Linked DNA regions of Hordeum vulgare: region 1 is linked to region 2. The links are chromatin contacts, called in public HiChIP or PLAC-seq maps. All regions are on one chromosome and are shown on one strand. The core of a region is the stretch at or near the end of the contact, and the rest is flanking DNA. Distances in the headings are between cores, read along the strand shown.

The links. HiChIP or PLAC-seq counts read pairs in DNA pulled down with a chosen protein or histone mark.
Region 1: an H3K4me3 HiChIP or PLAC-seq map of embryo shows a contact between it and region 2, with 4 times the contacts expected there. The contact joins the promoter of LOC123402299 here to the promoter of LOC123404047 in region 2. A contact is called at or near these places in 2 of 6 Hi-C or Micro-C datasets (leaf and seedling) and 1 of 1 datasets of contacts at active chromatin or transcription factors (embryo).

The regions. Positions count from the first base shown.
Region 1 is chr6H:345,333,925-345,340,454 of MorexV3_pseudomolecules_assembly, forward strand. It overlaps LOC123402299, which reads right to left and starts at 3,484. Exons shown (of 6, transcript XM_045096202.1): 1 at 3,286-3,484; 2 at 2,519-2,630; 3 at 2,109-2,435; 4 at 1,934-2,019; 5 at 699-786; 6 at 127-535. The coding sequence starts at 2,576. The coding sequence ends at 435.
Region 2 is chr6H:345,185,334-345,191,793 of MorexV3_pseudomolecules_assembly, forward strand. LOC123404047 (nicotinamidase 1) reads right to left here and starts at 2,853. Exons shown (of 5, transcript XM_045097961.1): 1 at 2,638-2,853; 2 at 2,067-2,250; 3 at 1,746-1,879; 4 at 1,474-1,659; 5 at 659-918. The coding sequence starts at 2,796. The coding sequence ends at 838.

The sequences.
Region 1 (6,530 bases), core at 2,234-4,733, 150 kb after region 2:
GACACACGTTTAACCGATGACCAAGCTGAAAAATAAGAGTGATCTTACGCAACCATTTACACATGACTGACTGAAAAAGCATCTCAGCCAAAACAAACAGGAAGCTAAGCTGCTTCCACTGCAACATTGGAACCATAGTACGTTAGGTTCATCCATCACCAAGCTGAAAAATAAGAGTGATCTTACGCAACCATTTACACATGACTGACTGAAAAAGCATCTCAGCCAAAACAAACAGGAAGCTAAGCTGCTTCCACTGCAACATTGAAACCATAGTACGTTAGGTTCATCCATCACCGCAGACGAGAGAAAAGAACAGCAGCATCTAGGATTCTAATTCTATAGTCCACTGCTCGCTCTTGAGCAAGCAATGTTGCAAAGGAGGCAGTGACAGCAGTGCAGTTTAAGCTTTTTCAGGTGGGCAGAGGGACTCTTCAGTTCACTGACCCAACGCTCCAAGGATGACGACTTATCTCGTCTCTCAGCTGAAACTCAACAGGCTTGTCCTCCAGGAGTGAGTAGCTGTCAAGCTCAACTTCATCAAAAGAAACTTCAATCAGCTTTGCCTTATCGCCTGGATGCAAAAAATGTACACATGTGAGAAAACTGAAACAGAATTGCAGATTGCCACGTAATGCGTTGAGTGACACGTTAAACAAACAAGAGTGAGCCTATGAATCTGCGAGGGAGAAAGAGACCTGAAATCGAGAGACGCCTACTGATGTCTGGAAGAATTTCAGGCTCCAGTTCCAGCACGTTCACTTCTTCATAAAATGGTGCAACTGCCTGAATCATCAACAAACAGATATTGCATTTCTGGTATCAAGATAATGCATTAAAAGAGAGGGGGAAATGAATAGAAACAACAAATATTGTTCACTGGAGCATGAGCGAATGACAAACAAGGATATCTTCAATAGCATGTAAAGACCGATAACAAGAACATATATACCAGGCAAATTAAGGAACAGGAACATACTATACGACTAAACAATGACTGTTGGTTTATGTTGGCCTATAATCCTGTTACAAATTCCCTTAGCTATAAGTTTGATTTTCAGTCAGACGAATAAGGGGCCATGTAATGTGTGCATGTGCACCTCTCGGCCAAGTCTTTGCTTTGTTTCCTTAGTAGGGCTGCCGGTTCACTCCGTGGGATGACACAGATCAAGGTGATCGTGGCAGCTATGTAGGGGAGAAGGAGGACTGGCATGGTCGTTAAACTCGGACCAACGCCCGTTTTTAGCTCAAGTTAGTTTGTAACCGAAGATGAATAAAGGAGAAGAGGAACAGAAAAAGCAGTACGATTATACTGCACAAAACTTGTCCCCTCTCGCACATATTTCCTCTCTGTCCGATCATTCCTTCCAGTAGTTTATACATGTCATGTGTTTTTTTACACAAAACAGATGCAAGAAGATGATATATACACCATTGTTTAATACTACTATCAATACAACCATTGCGGATAAATTCAAAGTAGAGAAATTGCAACAGGACAGGACACCGACAGCATAATGGAAACAAATTCCTTCATTGTTACTAGCAATAAGCAAAATTGAATATACATAAACAAATTTTCCAAAAGAAAAAAACAGATAACACTGATGTGCAGAGCTTAAACATATATTGTAGGCAAAATCCAGATTGGAAGTTATCAGCGGTATCGTCCACAAGTAGCTACACAGTGTTGCAAGGGTCCAACGGAGATTATGAGCATTCAGAAGCAACATCCATAAGTACATACATCTTTGTTGACTAGTCCACATTTTTACTACTTCTTAATTGCGTCTACAGATAAACATTCTTCCTGTTTGCTAACGTTATCATAATTAGTTAGACTGGATGTGAATTTTAGCAGTTTATCGAACAAGAGACCAACACTAACAGAACGTTTACATGTAAATTGGCGAGAAGTATGTGGGTGGCTTACCTTAGCTGGAAACAGCAGAGGATCAAATATCACATTTGACCAGTCATGCAATGCTGACGTCATTTTCTCCACTTTTTTCTTGACACCTGCACAGAGATGATATAACCAGTTACATTACATGCACATATTGAAAAGGTCTGCCCAAATACGAACAGGTAAATGAAGCAATTCTCACGTTTGTCTATCTTGTCATTGTCCAACTTCTGAGCATCATTCCCAGTGAAGTGGGTGCGTTCCACCCCACCCTTAGCCCATTCATGACATTTTTTGGTGGCTTCATCAGCATAGATTGTAGTCTTGCTCAGTGGGTTCTTCTTAATGGCTTCTTGGCTGCGCAGAGCAGACTTGTCTTTCAGGACGGACCTGTCCTTCAAGGGGTGGCCTTTTTGAATGCTAGGCGCTTGGGGCTTGCCGGTGTTGGACACATCCCGCAGGGCCTTCCTTGCTGATGGCTTTGCTGATGGTTTCAGTGGCCTGGCGTTCAGCCCATCAGCCCTCTTGCCTGCACAGCAGGAACAAGTGTGTCAGGGGGCTTACAACAGGAAACTTCATACCATGAATTAGTTTGAGAAAAAGAAGCCTCACCTCTATGGATTGGCAGGTTCTCATCAAGGAATACAGCAGCTGGAGCTGGGAAAGCCATGGCAGAAGAGAATCCTTTCTTCTTGTACCTCGGAAGCCTGGATGGAGTTAAATGCTGCTGTACAAAGGGAAATCAATCAGACGACAGAAGCAACACACAACAGAGTTCCCAATGCTATTGTGCTGTAAAGAAACTTGCAATCAGTTTATTTTAACATCGGACCACATTGTCTTGTGAAGGCAACCAAGATTCCGCTCACGGATAGTATGAATCAAGAACTTCCCATCCTATTGTTTGTGTGGTACAGAAACTGCAGCTTGCACAGGATTTACGCATCGGACCACGTTGTTTTGAAAAGGCAACCCGGTCTCACATATAGATTCTAGGTTAACCGCAATCCCGGTATGAAATATGAAACGCGTATTCGGAAAGAGCGCGCTTGGCGCGTCTAAAAAACAGATCGGAAGACATAAGCGTCGACGCCCATAACCCCGGCCCAGAAGAAGAAGAAGAAGACGCGAACCAGATGGATGGATGGCGGATCTAGACGGTGCGCCCGGAAATCGCAAAGGTTGGCGGCGGGATCTGAGTAATCGCTGGATGAGAGCAGCCTCGTATATACCTAAAACCCTAGGGCCAAAGGCCGCGGAACCCCTCGCCGGAAAGAACGGGAACGGCGACGCGCGTGAGAGGTGGGAGGCGGGAGCGGCGGCGGAGGTCAAGAATCGAGAGGAAGGGGGGGGGGGGGGGGGGGGGGAACGAGGAGTACCTCGCCGGATACGCGGGGGAGTTGTTGTTCTTGGCCTGTCCGCGCGCAGGAAAGAGTCGAGTTCTTGCCTTGTTGGGGGATGGATTGGAACCAAATGAATTGGGGAAAACTACTAGGGCTGCGGGATCGGCGCGGTGGGGAAGAAGGCAAAAGGCGAGGAGAGCGCAACGGTCGGATTTTGGTTGGGCGGTGCGGGAAAGTGCCGTTGGGCCACGACGCACGCAAGGGCAGGCTGGGTGGTAGGCTGGGCCTGGTTAGGTTTCGTATTTGTTGTGGTCCAGACGCACTGGCTGGCCCAGCCCAAGAAGCACAACCGAAACCCTAATTGGGGGGAGCAATTAACTTTTTTTTAGACAACTCAGGAAGCTTTATTAATTCGTCACAATGTTTACAGAGACGGATGGCAGATTTCTCGGATGGCCTAACCAAACATGACGGCCACCTTGCAGGTTAAGAGCATGTTTTGCTAAATTGTGAGCTTTAAAGTTGAAGTTCCTACGTTCATAAACGAACTTACAAGAATTAAAAGAAAATGAAATGTCTAAAATTTCTTGAATTATGGCACCATAGGTTGCCGAGGTACGATTCAGGATATCATTTACTACTACCTCACTATCTGAGGCAACTTGGAAGTTTTGTATGTATAGATCATTTGTTAGCGCAAGAGTTTGTGTGATAGCCAAAGCTTCGAGGATAGGAGGATCCGAAATAAATATCAAAACAGTCGCCGCAGCTCCGAGGAAAGTTTCCCCTATTGGGGAACATTGCATGGGAAACAAAAAAATTCCTACGCACACGAAGACCTATCATGGTGATGTCCATCTACGAGTGGTGATTTGGATCTACGTACCCTTGTAGATCGCACAACATGAAACGTTAAGAAACGCGGTTGATGTAGTGGAACGTCTTCACGTCCCTCAAACCGTCCCACGATCGAACGGACGGCACCTCCGCGTTCAGCACACGTATAGCTCGACGATGATCTCGGCCTTCTTGATCCAGCAAGCAAGACGGAGAAGTAGACGAGTACTCCAACAGTGTGACGGCGCTCCAGTGGTGGTGATGATCTACTCCTGCAGGGCTCCACCCGAGCTTTGCAGAAATCCGATCTAGAGGCGAAACTGTGTGGTTTAGGCTAGAGTTGCACGTGGCAAAGTTGTGTCTCAAAAAGCCTTAAACCACCACTATATATAGGAGGGAGGGGAAGGGGCTAGACTTGAGGCACAAGGCCTCAAGGGTGCGTCGGCCGCCAGGGAGGAGGAGGACTCCTCCAATTCGGTTTGGGAAGGAGGAGTCCTCCTCTTCCTTCCCACCTCCCTCTTTCCTTTTTTTCTTTCCTTTTTGGTATTTTCTTATGTGGCGCCATGGGCTCCTTGGGCTGACTCCAACACCCCACTAAGGACTTGTGGCGCCACCCTAGGGCCTTGGGCTCACTCCTGGGTGGGTGGGCCCCTCCCGGTGAACATCTGGAACCCATTCGTCACTGGTACACTGTCGGAATTGCCCGAAACTTTCCAGTAACCAAATGAAACCATCCTATATATCAATCTTCGTTTCCGGACAATTCCGGAAACCCTCGTGACGTCCGTGATCTCATCTGGGACTCCGAACAACATTCGGTAACCACACATATAATTCAACTATACTAAAACATCATCGAACCTTAAGTGTGCAGACCCTGCGGGTTTGAGAACTATGTAGACATGCCCCGAGGCACTCCTCGGTCAATATCCAATAGCGGGACCTGGATGCCCATATTGGATCCTACATATTCTCCGAAGATCTTATCGGTGAACCTCAGTGTCAAGGATTCATATAATCCCGTATGTCATTCCCTTTGTCCTTCGGTATGTTACTTGCACGAGATTCGAACGTCGGTATCCGCATACCTATTTCAATCTCGTTACCGGCAAGTCTCTTTACTCGTTTCGTAATACAAGATCCCGTGACTTACACTTAGTCACTTTGCTTGCAAGGCTTGTGTGTGATGTTGTATTACCGAGTGGGCCCCGAGATACCTCTCCGTCACACGGAGTGACAAATCCCAGTATTGATCCATGCTAACTCAACGGACACCTTCGGAGATACCTGTAGAGCACCTTTATAGTCACCCAGTTACGTTGCGACGTTTGATGCACACAAGGTATTCCTCCGGTGCCAGTGAGTTATATGATCTCATGGTCATAGGAATAAATACTTGACACGCAGAAAACAATAGCAATAAAACGACACGATCAATATGCTACGTTCATAGTTTGGGTCTAGTCCATCACATGATTCTCCTAATGATGTGATCCAGTTATCAAGTGATAAAACTTGCATATAGTCAGAAAACCTTGACTATCATTGATCAACTGGCTAGCCAACTAGAGGCTTGCTAGGGACATTGTTTTGTCTATGTATCCACACATGTATATATGTTTTCATTCAATACAATTATAGCATGGATAATAAACGATTATCTTTAAACAGGAAATATAATAATAACTATTTATCATTGCCTCTAGGGCATATTTCCAACAGTCTCCCACTTGCACTAGAGTCAATAATCTAGTCCTCACATCGCCATGCGATTTACATTGTAATAAATCTAACACCCATACAGTTCTGGTGTTGATCATGTTTTGCCCGTGGAAGAGGTTTAGTCAGCGGGTCTGCTACATTCGGATCCGTGTGCACTTTGCAAATATTCACGTCCTCTCCTTCGACGTAGTCACGGATGAGGTTGAAGCGTCGTTTGATGTGGCTGGTCTTCTTGTGAAACCTTGGTTCCTTTGCTAAGGCAATGACACCAGTGTTGTCACATAAAAGAGTTATTGGATTTAGTGCTCTTGGCACAACTCCAAGATCCGTCATGAACTGCTTCATCCAGACACCCTCCTTTGCTGCCTCCGAGGCAGCCATGTACTCCGCTTCACATGTAGAATCTGCTACGACGCTTTGCTTGGAACTGCACCAGCTTACCGCACCCCCATTAAGAATAAATATGTATCCGGTTTGTGACTTAGATTCATCTGGATCGGTGTCAAAGCTTGTGTCGACTTAACCCTTTACGATGAGCTCTTCGTCACCTCCATAAACGAGAAACATTTCCTTAGTCCTTTTCAGGTACTTCAGAATATTCTTAACCGTCGTCCAGTGATCCACTCGTGGATTACTCTGAAACCTGCCTGCCATACTTATGGCCAAGGTGACGTCTGGTCTAGTGCACAGCATTGCATACATGATAGAACCTATGGCTGAAG
Region 2 (6,460 bases), core at 1,603-4,102:
TTTAGGTCGGCTTGTGTATCCAATGGGTCACTGAGGTCAGAAAATTCTAATGAAATGGGTCGATTCATGGCCTCGTATATTGACCTTGGGGCCACCGGGCCAGTTCCAAGGCCAGGTCCGGGTCCACCCATTCCCGTTTTGAGTTCAGATACTACTATGCACAAACTTCGAACCAGGAATATACTTCCTCCGTTCTCAAGTACTCCCTCCATACATTAATATAAGAGCATAGTGTAGTGTAAAAAATGCTCTTTGACACTACATGTAAAAAATGATTTTATATTATGAGACAAGGAAGTATAATATAAGTCTTTTTAGAAATTACGTTAGGGGCTACATATGAATGTATGTAGACATACTTTAAAGTGTAGATTTACTTATTTTGCTTTATATGTAGTTTGTAGTGAAATCTTTAAAAATACTTGTATTTAGGGAAATACTTGTATTTAGGGACGGAGGTACTAGTATACAAACTACACGGCATCAAAACACAGGGTGGAAGCGCATACTGGAAAGTACTCCCTCCGTCCGAAAATACTTGTCCTAAAAATGCATATAATGGATGTATCTACAATTAAAATAAGTCTAGATACATTCATCTTTAGGATAAGTATTTTCGGACGGAGGTAGTAAATGCTTGTTAACCTTACTCATTGGATAATTACAGATATAACCATGCATACAGATAAAGATGCATGACCCATAGAACAGTGTCAGTGCACCAGGCGGCAGATACAGCATCTGATTATTTTACAGAGTGGATAAACAGGAGGACAACATAGAACCCTAGCACGGTCCTCCTTGCAAGACTATCTCAGACTTGATTAATGATTAGTCTTATTCTTCAAGAATTATTCTGTCAACTATCTTTGCACCCCTTGATTTGGCCATGTAAAGTCCCATGTGATGCATAAGATCCTGCATCATCATAAAAGGTTAACTTTTTTCTTTTGAAACAATAACAGGTTAACTATCACTCCATGTTTCTTTCTTTTAACGAGCAAAGAAACGCACAATATATCAAAGCAAAGTTGCCACCATTGTGTCTATGTAGTAACTTTCAGGTCAAGAGAAAACGGGCTTAACTCTACGCGTAAACACTTCGCAGCCAACAAGGCAATGTATTTTCCGTGTAAAACTAGTCCACTTCTCTTAGGCAGAACACCTCTTTGTTCTATTGCTATAAACTAAGGATCAGGTGTCCTATGTTTTTAGCACGGTATAAAATCTGGATACTAGGAATTCCGTCAAAGTCCTATGTCTTACAAAACCTAATACTAGCTAAATTACATGCTCCAGAATGTGAAAGCTATCTATTCTCATTCTGAGTCTTTCTGAAGTCTACGGTCTCACTGACCATGCATAGTACTCCCTCCGTCCCATAATAACGTAAGATGTTTTCCGACCCTACACCAGTGTGAAAAAACATCTTACATTATGGGACGGAGGAAGTATATTTTAGTTGCTGAGTACCTGTGGATGGGCCAAAGCTCCTTTGATACTCCTGGCTACTTCGACAGGGAGGTCAAATGTAGCACATCCCTCAGAATAGATCACAACATCTTCCAACGGGGGCACTCGGCCAATGTTTCTTGCAGCCAGAGTTGAACTCACAAAGTCCAGAACACAGTAGTCTGTGCATATTCCCACAACCAAAACCTGCATCAAGCAAATTCACGAGTCATATATAAATGTGATCACCCTTTCTTTTTCACCGAACACTTAAAAAGAAAGGATCCGCTTACGGTTTTGATCTGGAACTTTGCGACCCACTCGCTGAAAACATTGGACCCATCCTTCTCAAATGAAGCAAGATAACCATCAATACAGTCCTTGCGCCTCATTGTCACATTTGGATCATTCTCCAGCCACTCCAGAGCTGCATATGGCAGATTAAACTTCGTCAGAATCCAGATACGGAACGTGTTCTGTTGTCATTCTCCCGTATCAGGTTTGCCAAAACATGGATTTAGCATCCCAGTCCAGCATGAGAGACTGAACATGCTCTGCGACATAGGCTTAATAAGAGAAGTAATAATAAGGAAAGTGTGGAGCCGGTGTTTAACCTGGAACAAAGTTTTCTTCACCGGAACCGATGATGCAATGCGGGGGAAAAGGCGGCTCGGGCTTATCGGGGTAGTGGGTATCGAGGAACGCAAAGACCGGCCAGTTCCTCTGGCAGAAGACCTTGGCAAGCCTAGCAGACTCCTCCACCATCTTGTCGATCTGTTTATTCGGCGTGACAGGGGCCTGCAGACAGACGCCATCTTTTCTTATAAGCAAAGCGAGTAATAATACTTGATGCAGATTGATGATATTAATCCATGGGAGGAAGAAGGGCGGAGTGGAGATTCAAGATGGGCCATAAAGAGAAAAGAAACACGAGGCAGAGCAAGAAGTGCGTGACAAGAAGAGCCAAGAAGCAAGGTAGGAGGAAGCTGGGGGAGGCTATCTGGCCTATTCAAATCACTCGCGTCCCCATCGTAGAGCAACCAGCAAAACTCCAACTAAGCCAGCATGGTGGCATGGCATGCATCAACCGAGCTCCCGCAAGAGCCGATCAACCCCGCGCGCGCGCGCACCGATATGAGTACCTACTACTCGAAAACAGAAGAGAGGAGGGGGAGCAGAGCTCACGAGGTTCCCGGCGCCGACGGTGCAGAAGCCGTTGACGAGGTCGACGAGGACGAGCCCCGTGCCGGGCGTCAGGAGGAGGTCGGCGTCCGGCGGGCAGGGCGCCGCCGAGCGGAGCAGGTCAATCACGGCGGCGCCGCCGCCGTTGGCTTCGGACCCCATGGAGATGCGTGCGTGAAGGGAAGAAGGGGCGGTTGGTGGTTTGGGTTTGACTGGTCCCGATCAACTAGTCGTCACGGGCCCCGTTTTGTCTAAAATCTTTCTCGACTGGCACCATCCAGTTGTAAATCCGGGGAGAGGCGGTGGGTCCCGGATTGGCGAACTTAGTCAAACCAACATCCAAAAGATAAGAAGGGAAATTCATTCGTCCACCCGGGTGAACTGATTTGATAAAAAAAAAAATGTGGCTACGCGCGGATATGAGCGAACAGACCCTGGAGAAAACAACTATACGGCCTACATCAAGGAGTGGTTGGACTTGGAGTGAGTGAGAAAGGCAAAATTGACAAAAATGACCCCTGGGGAAAGAACTCACGGAGTGACTCATCGGGGGAAATATTTCACCGGCCTGACCCTTTTGTGTGGCGCCCGACACCTAGGCGGCACACTACACTGTGTGACGCCTAGCCGTTCGGCGCCACACCCCCCGACCACCTGGCAGGGAGGGCCCACCCCCCAGGCAGTGTGACGCCTAAGCCTCAGGCGTACAATGTGTGACGCCTAGCGCTTAGGCGCCACACATTGACTTAACTGGCCACGGGCCAGCCCCCCTCCCCACCCCTCCTCATTCCCCTCCCCCAGCCCCCTCTCCCAGCCACTGCCCCCTCCCTCAAATCCTTCTCTAAATCACCAAATCTGAAGGTTTGGACTTGGAGTGAGTGAGAAGGCGCTGAGCTGATTTGCGGTGGATTGACACGCGATTGAGCCGGTATATCATTGAGTTACAAAGTTCAACGGAAACATCTCCTCCCCTAAAAACATATCGTTAAAAATCCTGAAATAAATTCAGAAATAATGCGAGCATCAGAATTTAAATTCTGGTGAAATGGGATATCACCGTTCCTTTAACCATCCAATTACATGTTGATTTTGCAGTTTAGGTTTACTTTTGAGACCAACGTATCATGTCGATTGGGTGCACGACGCATCACACCATTGTTATCTATCACAATGATCTCACACACAACTCATGTTATGTAAGTAACCCCTTAATCGGGATGGATCGGCGACGAAAGACATTTGTGTTTATGCAAGTGTGGGTTTACTTTTTACACACGCTGCAAACACACACTGCCGATGAGGTGGCAAGATTTTAAGGTACTGGACACCGATTATATAGTGGAAGGCCTTACAACATCCACGACCGGACCCCTCATACCCCCCTCAAGCGCCCGGAAAGATCGTTCGACGACGAAATTTCGACCCAACCGGACCTCTCAAATCGGTCTCAAACGCCCGGGCTGACCCGCACCCGTCATATCCAGCCCAAATATGGAAAGGATATGGAGAAGCTCGGGCACGCCCGCCACGTCGGATCCAACATCCTGACCCCATGACAAATTGCACCATATCCACCCCGCAGAATTGGCGGATCCTCGCGTCGTCCGTCTCGCAGCTCCGTCGCCGTTCGTAGCCTCTGCCTCGCGAGCTTCGTCGGAGGAGTCTTTTGTCTCCTCCTCGTCGCGGAGGACGTCGCCGTCGGCCCGGAAGACACCGCGGTACGTCCGACAACTCTCTGGCTCTGTCTTGTGCTGGATGTATTCGATATAGTGTCTGATCGATTTTTTTGGTCAAATTTTTAGGGAAAACGATGGATTCCGATGGTCTGTCCGTCGACGAGTATGGACCGACGGAGCTTGATCAAGTGATTCAAGATGAGTTCTTTGATTCATCGAATTCAGACGAAGAAGTGGACATGATCATGCTCATGACCATGCAAGACGAAATGGACAGACAAGCGAAGCATATTCTCAATTTCAAGGGCTCAATCAAAGGAAGAAGAGTGATCAATCGGGATAGGGTATCCGGAGCAAAGCTACTCGAGAAGGATTAATTTGCTCCAAACCCAACTTTTCGACATGATCCATGGTTTCGTCATCTTTTTTGTTGAGTAAATAGGCAATTTTTCGATTAAATTAATCCATGAAATAATCAGTGTCATGGCATTGACTAGATTACTGACATACTGATTACAAACCAGATTAGCATGTACTACACATATAGTAGAAATATCTACGCATATAACTAGTACTGCTAAGACTGAAATACGCAGGAGTGGGATAAACGAGTTGTACCCTCCAATCGTCCAGTTGGCCCTAGCAGCAGCAGTGGCAGCGGCATCATCCTCGGCCGCCTTCTTGTCGGCTTCGGCCTTCTCGAGGGCGAGACGGTCGGAGTCAGTTGGTGGAGACATGGTGATGACAAAGATGGCGCAGACATAGAAGAAGCAGTCGAACGAAGGCAAGCAGTCGCGTAGTTGCTCCCCAAAAACCTAATCGCCCCTCTCCTGTACAGGATCCGGAGAGGCGGGGTTTCGGAGGCCTGATCTCCCATCGACTGTATACACGGTGAATGGGACGGAGTCGCCGACGGTAGCACCAGCAAAAGGGAACAATCACGTGAAGGCAGATGTGATATGATCTCGTGACGACTAGGGTTGGCAGGAGCCTTGCTTATGTAGGCGCGACCGGGTAGAGAGACGTGGACGGAACCCATGTCTGAGTGGGTAACAACCCACGATCCAATGTCTCAGATCATGGCGTGTCCGTTATGTATTCTCCATTCGTGACCGATAAAAATAAGCGCGTAGGTATGAGCTCGGTTTGGCTCAACCCTGCAACCCGCAACGCATCATGAAGAAGCATGGCGTGGCGAGGCGGGCGGCGGAGGAGGAGTGCGCGAGGGCCTCTTCTCTTCTTAATCTCTAATAGCATATGGAAGAGAGACCCTTATAAAGAGGTCCAACTCCTTCTCCACTAGCAAGGTGGGACTGAACTTCCCACCACCCCTTTTCATGCCAACACCTATATGGGCCCTTAGAGATATTTTGAAATTGTCTTATGGGCCCTAAGCCCATCTCATGTTTCAACAATTCCCCACCATATCTCAAGGGCACATTATGTCTTCTTGTTCCAATCACTATTTTGATATACCGGCATTTCAGTGAAGACTTGTTAAGGTTGAGATTCACCTAGAACAAGTAGCTACACTCCTTCACAACTGAACAATGGACTATGCCTTGAATTGTCAGTTTGGCGTAAAGAAGTTTGACCACAAGTCTTATTAGTACTAGGACTAAAGGCTGGCCCCTTGGATGGAGCATATTGGCCACACTCTTGGCATTCATGAGCTTACTAGAAATCACCCCAATCTCATAGACCATCACTAGCAGTCGGGCTCATATAGGTGTGTTCTTCCAAAGATCACTCTGTAGGACAACATCTTGCTTACACATAAGCTTTAGAACACATTAAGGCAGTGGTCATCCTACCGTACAGTATCCAAGAGTAATGCATCTCCAACAGAGTGGGTTAGTAAAGTTACTCTCCTTAGTTCACCACTGGCTTATTTTCCCACGTCCTACTTCACAGGATCTCCGATCACATAGGTTGGGTTACTACCATGGCAGCTCATGTGGGTCTCATACCCATATCCCTCGATGCATTATCTATCACAACACGTGATAGTCCTTTAGCAAAGGGATCTGCCAGATTCTTAGCCGTTTGGATGTAATCCAACGCTATCACTCCGGAGCTTCTTAAATGTTTGACAACTTTCAAGATCATTCTTATATGTTTGTTGGACTTCATGTTGTTCTTCAAACTCT